3 separate regions of the Zea mays genome follow, and all the other regions are linked to region 2. Evidence: chromatin contacts called from public Hi-C data. All regions are on one chromosome and are shown on one strand. The core of a region is the stretch at or near the end of the contact, and the rest is flanking DNA. Distances in the headings are between cores, read along the strand shown. Region 1 holds the start of LOC103632711 (monoacylglycerol lipase). Region 2 holds the start of LOC100280930. Region 3 holds the start of LOC100193535 (Annexin D5).

Evidence for each region. Hi-C and Micro-C count contacts between places; a contact is called where the count stands out from the background.
Region 1: a Hi-C map of tassel shows a contact between it and region 2, with 2.0 times the contacts expected there. The contact joins the promoter of LOC103632711 here to the promoter of LOC100280930 in region 2. A contact is called at or near these places in 3 of 25 Hi-C or Micro-C datasets (bundle sheath, ear and tassel).
Region 3: a contact with region 2 is called in a Hi-C map of tassel, with 3 times the contacts expected there. The contact joins the promoter of LOC100193535 here to the promoter of LOC100280930 in region 2. A contact is called at or near these places in 2 of 25 Hi-C or Micro-C datasets (ear and tassel).

What each region holds. Positions count from the first base shown.
Region 1 is chr7:111,576,878-111,579,577 of Zm-B73-REFERENCE-NAM-5.0, reverse strand. It overlaps LOC103632711 (monoacylglycerol lipase), which reads left to right and starts at 1,321. Exons shown (of 7, transcript XM_008654456.4): 1 at 1,321-1,981. The coding sequence starts at 1,551.
Region 2 is chr7:111,916,888-111,919,587 of Zm-B73-REFERENCE-NAM-5.0, reverse strand. LOC100280930 reads left to right here and starts at 1,342. Exons shown (of 6, transcript NM_001366637.1): 1 at 1,342-2,357; 2 at 2,472-2,548. The coding sequence starts at 1,355.
Region 3 is chr7:111,654,525-111,657,224 of Zm-B73-REFERENCE-NAM-5.0, reverse strand. LOC100193535 (Annexin D5) reads right to left here and starts at 1,443. Exons shown (of 7, transcript NM_001138646.2): 1 at 1,272-1,443. The coding sequence starts at 1,347.

The DNA of each region.
Region 1 (2,700 bases), core at 72-2,571, 340 kb after region 2:
GAAGGATCAATATTCACTGAATCGTCAAAAGTCTTAGCCATGCAGATTGCCAATTTCTTCTACTATTGCCAACCGATTTTCTTCTGCCACTGCCAACCAATCTGGCAAAGGTAAAGGAGAGGCTACAAATAGCAGACTGGTATAGCTACAATCTTTTACTCACATTCTTTAAAGATTATCATCACAATCAAAGTTCTAACAAGTGTCATTATGTAAAGGCAAAGGACTTCAGAGATTGGTGCCAGAGTGAATGGGCCAGACTAACTAGAACAAATGGCATCGAACTCTGCAGAGAAACACAAACAACATCAGATAAGGTAGGGGCAATGAGGGAATACAAGTTGAACATAAAGCTCCAAATATCTACAATCCAAACAAACTAGATAGGGATAATGTATAATCTAGATAATATAGAATCTAGATTTCGATTTGTATCTCATCTAAACGCAGCCTTCAGCAACCAATGGACCATTAGGACTGGTTTGGTGGACATGAAAATGAAGGGGGTCCATGGGTTTGAATCAACCCATGGATCCCCTCTATTTACCTGTCCACCAAACTAGCCATCAATGTTCGCCCACTACGCTTCCACTAAAACCACGACACATGCAAATACAATGCCAAGAAAACTGCCGCACATACCCTTTTCAAGTCCATCTACATCAAGGTTAGATATCTCGTGCGGGAAATCTCCGTCCATATTTCCCGTTCCCGTAGATAGACGGTTTTGGTTTCTGACGATTTTTTTCATTAATTTCATTTGAAAAAATCTTGATAAAAAATTATGAATTTTTTTATAAAAAATAGAGGGCTCAAGGAGTTCAGAAATATATTTGTTGTTCAAAAATTTATCTTTTGGTGTCAGAAAATTGAGTTCTTTTAGAACCATTAATCCGAACTCAAGCATGTTTTTACCGAAAACCGCTCAAGAACATTGAAAACCGTTTTTCAAATTAAAATTACAAATCGTTGGAGTTTAGCGGCTTTTGGACGGTTTTCGTCTGTGTCTTGTTCTCGGGGATAAGCGAGATATGGGTTTTAAACGAGATGGTGAACTTTGACCTACATACACTGACATCCAACAAAGACGCTTCAACTCCCGCACTTGGACCTACGTGTCAAACTCACGTCGACGCGCGTCCTGGGTTAGGCCAGCGCTGTTGAGGGAGACATTGGCAATTTTGCCATTATGATTTATGGGCTTCGCCAGTATGCCATCGGACCCACAAATCATAGACACAGATGGTCCCACCAGTCATAGACACGGGATGACATAATAACAGACAACCAAAATTGAGAGTGGCAAAATCACAAATTTCTCGCTGTTGAGGGTGAGGGATTCCAAATTTTTTTCCGTGTGTGTCTATATAAAAAAATTCGGGGGAGCATAATAACGGCCGCGCGAAAGAATTGATGGGAGATTTCTTTCTTATATAACCATCATCGGGGAAGCTTCTATTCCGAGATCCCTTGCCCTGTCCCTTGTCCCATTCCGTGCTTCCAAAGTTCCATTTCTCCCCCTCCTCCGGCCTAGTCGGCGCCTCGCTGACATGTGGGCCCCACCCGCGGCGTCGCCGACAGGGGCATTCCCCTCGCTCCGGCCGTCGAGGACGGCGGTGGTCCGCGTCCTAGTCACGCTGCCTGCCGCTGCGCGGCCGCAGGATCAGCCGCGGCGGCGGCTCTGTCTCGCGGTACCACGGCCCGCTCCGGAGATGGCCTCTGCGGCTGCTGAAGGGGAGGGGGAGGAGGAGGACGTGGTGGTGGTGGAAGGGGACACGGGGAAGAAGACGGCGGTGGAGATGGACGCGACGGTGAGGCGGGAGCTGGCGATCCGGAGACTGCGAGAGGAGGCCGAGGAGGAGGCGAACGAGGCGGGGACGAGGAGGAGGAGCAGCAGAAGGGATTTCGCCGTGTTCGAGACCGCCAGGGGCGACGCGCTCTTCACGCAATCGTGGACTCCGGCCGCCGACGATCGCCTCAAGTATTCACATCTGCCCTACCCCACTAACCCGCGACTTCCTTTTTTTGAATCATATAAGTGCGAGCTGTGTTGGAACGTGATGAAATCGAGCGGTTGGGTATTCAAACCTGACATGTTGAGATAATTTAGGACCGTGTTATTTTGGCGGGATTGATCTGTTAGATGGTTTGGTGGTGTTGCCGTGTTTGTAGCATCGAGCAGGTGCATGATTAAAATCCTTTTGTTTTTTGTTGTTGCTGTTTGCATTAGGGGAATCAGTTTGTCTTGTAGTGAAGGGGATTGGAAAACATGTCGATGTTATGTTCTACTGGGGCCGGAAGCTTGCATGTCTCTTCTGGAGCTTCTTTAGGATTAGATCATGCAAAAGTGGGGTTACTACAAGGAAATGTTGTTGGGGACTGTATTCTATTGGACCCACTTCACACCTAATGGTTAGAAGATTTCTTTGCATGTTTGTATTGGTATTTGGTAATGATCGAAAGAATCCTAGTTTCCTAGATGATTTGATTAGTATCAGCTCTTCTTTGAATTGTGCATTGTTGGTACCTTTTCAAGTGATGATATGGATACAAGAATGCACTAGCAAAGTAGACTTGATTTACAAATACCAAGGCCATGTTGCCTACACGTATGCATGTTCTAGATATCAAGACCTACATGTGTTATATGTTTTGGAAACCTTCAACCTACAGGAGGCATATTATCTTGAACTGTACATG
Region 2 (2,700 bases), core at 93-2,592:
CCAACCACCACGGTCGATGCCCACAAAACCCGCTTGTGTAAGCATTTTTGTTTGATGATGCAGTGGTTTAACGGCATTGCGTTGTATCGAGCGTGAAAGAAGAAAGGTCGACGTGGGTGGTGGTGGTGGTGGCAAAGAGCGTGCAGAGGACGATGCGTCGAGTGAAAAAGGCAGGCAGCCAGGGCAGCATGCAGCAGGACACAGGAAGGGGGGAAGCCAGGACAGGAGCACACACACACACCTTGACACATGCAGCTGGCAGGAAACTCACCGCTTTGCACAAACACAAAGTACTCGCTTACTATGGGACTGCACTGCAAATTGATGAGAGAGGCCGGGTGGTGTGACTGCAGAATGTGGACCTGCTGGTCACTGAAGAGCCTGAGAGCCCGGCCTAGAGCTCTCCTCCTCTCCCCTCCACTGCAACACACACACATACATCCAATCTGAAAGCAGTACTGGGGAGAGAAGAAGTCTGCCTGCCTTGCCTTGCTCCTCCAGTCCTCCCCCGACCCCCGGCCGGCCGGCCGGCCGCCCCTCCCCCATAAAAAAAGGGTGCACTGCTCCACAGAGCAAGGGGTGGGGAGAGAAAGAGGAAGGGGAACCCAAGCCCTGGGGCGTGGGGGGAAAAATAAAGCATCCCAGCAGGCGCACGAGCTCAGACAGCCTTTTCGTCCCCCAAAAAATAATCAGATCATCATCAGTCAGTCGTCTCATGCAAAACAAAACAGGGGAAAAAAAATCAGATGCAGTCTTCTCCTACAATATCAATATGGAGCAGGAGTAGTACACATACCTACATGGACATGAACACAGATTTTTAATTCCAGGAGGTACGATTTTTTTTCTATAGTATACAATTATCAGTCCAGTCTTTATTGTGTGAGGAGGCCAGATGCAGGTGTGGAGACAAAAGCAATGGTTCCTTTGACTCCAATGGCCTCCTAAGTGTCATTTTCTCATACATGGTGATGCCTGCCCCTCCTTAACAACAAGATAATCTCATATTCTCTCTCTCTTTTCCCCCCTTCTTTGCTTCCTAGCTACCTCCTCCTTTATTTCCCTCTCTCTCTCTCTCTCTCTAACTTTTTATGATACTAGTAGCAATAAGGAGGAACAGCACAAGAGACCAGTTCATCCCTGGTTGCCTCTCACAGTCATCTTCTTGACAAGAGAGAGAAAGAGAGGAGAGAGTAACTCCAGTACTGGAGACACAGACACCCACCAAGGCCAAAGCAGAAGCACAAACGAGAGAAGAGAGCCCCCCCCTCTTCCACACAACACCAAGAACCTTCTCTTCCTCCTCTTGTATATATCCATCAATCGCATGAGCCCTCCTCCAAGCTAGCCGGGCATGAAGAGAGGAGAGACCGCGGGGTGGGAACTGCAAGCGTCGTGCGATCAGGAGAGAGGGGCGTCAGCCGAAGGTAGACGGCGGGCGATGGAGGCGAGCTCGGCCGCGTCGCCGGACCTGTCGCTGCACATCAGCCTGCCTAGCAGCGCGGCGGGGTCCGGCCCGTCCGGCAGGCGCGCCGCCGTGGGGGGAGGAACGGGAGGAGGAGGAGGCGCCGGGGGAGACCCGTGGCGGAGGCTGAACGGGTCCACAGCGTCCACGGAGCTGTCCCTGTCGCCGCCGGTCGAGCAGGAGCACGCGGACGCGCTGCCGTGGCGACACCGGCCGTCGGCGGCGGCCGCGTCCTCCGCGGCCACCACGTCGGCGGGCGCCACGCTGATGCCCGCCATGCCGATGCTTCAGCCGCTGGACGGCGGGGGCGGGCTAGGCGCCGGCGCCGGCGCAGGAGGGGGAGCGTCGGTGGCGCTGCCAATCCGAGGGATACCTATCTACAACGGCCCGGGGGGCTTCCCGTTCCTTCCGCCGGCCTCCGGGGCCGACGGCGCCCCCCTCCACCACCACCAGCAGCAGCAGAAGCTCGGGTTCTACGGCTCGTACCACCCGAGCACGTGGCCCTCGTCGCTCGGCTCCACGTCGCCGTCGCCGTCGCCGCTCGCGCCGGGCACGCCGCCGTCCCCGCTGCTGGACCCAGCGTCGGCGGCGTTCCTGTCCCCGGCCGCGCATCACCACCACCGGATGCTGTCGGCATCGGGCCGGCTCAACGGCATGCTCACCGACACCCTCCGCGGCTACGGCGCTGGCGGCGTCGGCGGACTGGGCGGCATCGTCGGCGGGCACCACCACCACCACCACCACCTCCACGGCGCGCAGCCGTTCGGCCTGGGCTCCCGGTTCATGCCCAAGCTCCCCGCCAAGCGCAGCATGCGCGCGCCGCGCATGCGGTGGACGAGCACGCTCCACGCCCGCTTCGTCCACGCCGTCGAGCTCCTCGGAGGCCACGAGAGTGCGTGCCCCCCGGCCCCCGAACAACAGCAACCACGGCTGAATTACACCTCCGATCCCCGTCCTCCGATCCCTGTTCTCAAAATAAATATATCTCCCTCTCCCTCGCCTGCAGGGGCTACGCCCAAGTCGGTGCTGGAGCTCATGGACGTGAAGGATCTGACCCTAGCCCACGTCAAGAGCCATCTCCAGGTACGCGCGCTAGCACTTCGGCCATTGCCAACCAACCATCTCCGAAACTCTGGGCTCCGAACGAATTCACCTCCATCATCGCATTCGCAGGAGAGCCTTGTGATTTCCTTCGCCTCCCTCCTCGCGCCATTCTTCCTTTCTTTTTTCTTCTC
Region 3 (2,700 bases), core at 194-2,693, 260 kb after region 2:
TTCTTTTTTTATTTGTCGCGTTTTAGTTCAAAAATGAACTAGCGGGCCACAAATATTCGAGAACAGTAGTACTATTTATGCTCACTTACATACAATAGCTGTCATCATTCAAGCATATCAAACCAAACTCACTCTGAACAACAATTTTCAATTTTGTTGATGAAAAATATCAGATCATAAATTGTTTTGTGATAAAAATACAAGAAAAAAAACACATTGAATTAATAGTTACAGACCATCCCAAGAAACACATATAGAATTACAACATTTTAGTGATATAAAGTTACAAGTAATGGTCAAAGTCGCATATCTAAGCCATGAAAAGTCAGAAACACTAAATAAAAAAAGCAGAGGGATTATTAATAAGTTCCTGGAAGGCTAGAAGCAGTTGACCTGTCTTTTGGCCTTTTTATGGCAGTTGGTGCACAGCACTCTTAAGGTATTGTGAGCAAATTGGAATGTTTATGGAAAGGAAATGCGTAACAAAATAGAAATAAACCAAACAATAAAATAATTAACAAATGCATCAACTTGCATATCAGCTAACCACAGAATTCTTTAATCACACATGTTAGAGCATACAAAAGACCACCATACTTTCATTAAAAATAAATTCTAATATATATGTGTGTACCTTACAGTTATTATACATTTTCCTCAGTCACCGTATGTGAAACTTATAGTTACCCATGCATTTCCCTCGGTTCACTGTACACTAATTTAGTTATCAGGTACACATGTGGAATCTATAGCACCTACACCGTCCAGAATTGCAGGTGAGTTTCCCTTGTATTACTCCACTACATGCTTGACCCCAAATTATAGTCAGATAAAACAAAAGATGTCATAATCACCGTAATTTCCATCACTGTATCCAGATCAATCGCTACCCAATTACTGACCTAGCAACCACAGGAAATTTCCAATGGCCTATATAAGCCTCTAATAACAATAACCCTCCTCGACCACCTTCCCATCTGCAATCTGAACCCAGTCCAGCTAGCCCCCCCCCTGGAATAGGGAATTGTTGTAGCATCGTCTAGCTCCTCGACGCACCCCCCAAACTCGCATGCGCAGAAAATCAAGGTAACCGCCAGGCAACCAAATAGCAACGACGGTTTCCGGCCCCATAGAATAATCTCCTGTCCATTCAGCCACAGTATCTGACCGAAAACGAGAATCAAACAACAACGGCGCGGCTGACCCCGACGAATTGTGGGGCAGCCGTAATTTGGGCGAGAAGCCGAGGGGAAATTAGTGGCGTAGCGGACCTTTGAAGGCCTTTTGGAGGTCGATGGCGTCCTGCCGTGGGTTGGGGGGCGCCGGCGGCAGGGTGAGGCTCGCCATCGCCGGCAATCGCTGCGCGGGCGCGCTGCGCGCGATTCGATTCGATTTGGTCGGCTCGTGGAGGGAGATTAGCGAAATGGGTAGGTGCAATTCGTGGTGCGCGCTTTGCGGTAAAGTATGAGGAGGAGTAGGACGGAGATAGCAAGGAGCTAGCGTGGACCGCGTCTAGCCGTCCGAGACGTTACGTGGTGGTTTCAACGGGCGGCACAACACTGACCGGCCCCAGACCCTGCCTCGGCAGTCGCGGCCTCTCGGGTTGCCGCGTTTATAGTTGGAGGCAAACGTTTTGTGCATACCATGCTCTGCCGCTTTCCTCTCCCATCATTTCAGTTTCTCTGCTGTAAATTAATTTGTTAGAATGGATAGCTCTTTCAAAACAGGTCATGAACTTGTAAAATAGAGTTAGTCCAGTTAGAAATGTTTGTCAAAATAAGTCATATATTATTTTTAAATATTAAGCATCATTTGTGGTACTATACACGACCGAAAGATCCGACCTGAGGACCGGACGGTCCGGCCTTAAGCGTGGACGGTCAAGTTGGGAAGGTCCTTAAAATATTGCACAGGTAATAACTCGTAACGCCTACATGTTGCAAACATCGCAAGGTAAAGGCTTGCACAAGGTGTTGAATGGTTGTTTCCTAAAGCAATATCATCTTAATTTGTGGCAAGATGTTAAAACTGATGTTGTCACATCGAGTTGATTCCAGCCTGCACCAGTGCTTTTGGTTCGCTCAGTTTCTCCAAAAGGCAGGGATGCATGTGTTGAGCACCATTTGTGCCACTGGGCACAGCCGGACGGTTCGGCCCAGAGGACTGAACGGTCCGCAATTAGATCATATCAGGCGTAACTAATCCCTTTTCGCGCATGTTTATCCCTCTAAACCCGCGGTTGCTGTTGGGAGACGCTTAGGAACAGGTACATACCTCCTCCTATATATATGAAGGGGTACAGCCGATTGCGATGACCAACAATAGAACTACAATCAATATATCTTCCGTTCTTTACCTTTTGCCGTAGGAGTAGACAGTAACGTAGCTTCCTCTCTCTAATCTTCACCTATTTTCGGCTCTACGTCCTATAGAGACGTCTTGGGTAGCCTGCCGATCCCAACACAAACCCTAGAATCTCTCCTCCACGACGGGATTCCACCCAGGAGCGAGATCCAGGTGCTGTTGGCGAACGCCGCCGCCCCTGTGCACGCGCGGACCGTCCGGCTCGTCAGCAGGGAACTCTCACCTCTGCGCCAGGCCGCCGACCGTCTAGCCCTTGGTTGTAGACCGTCCGACCTGCTACAGCTGCCCCCAAGGTAAGTGAGACAAATGAAATCCAATCTCTTAAAGCTTACATAG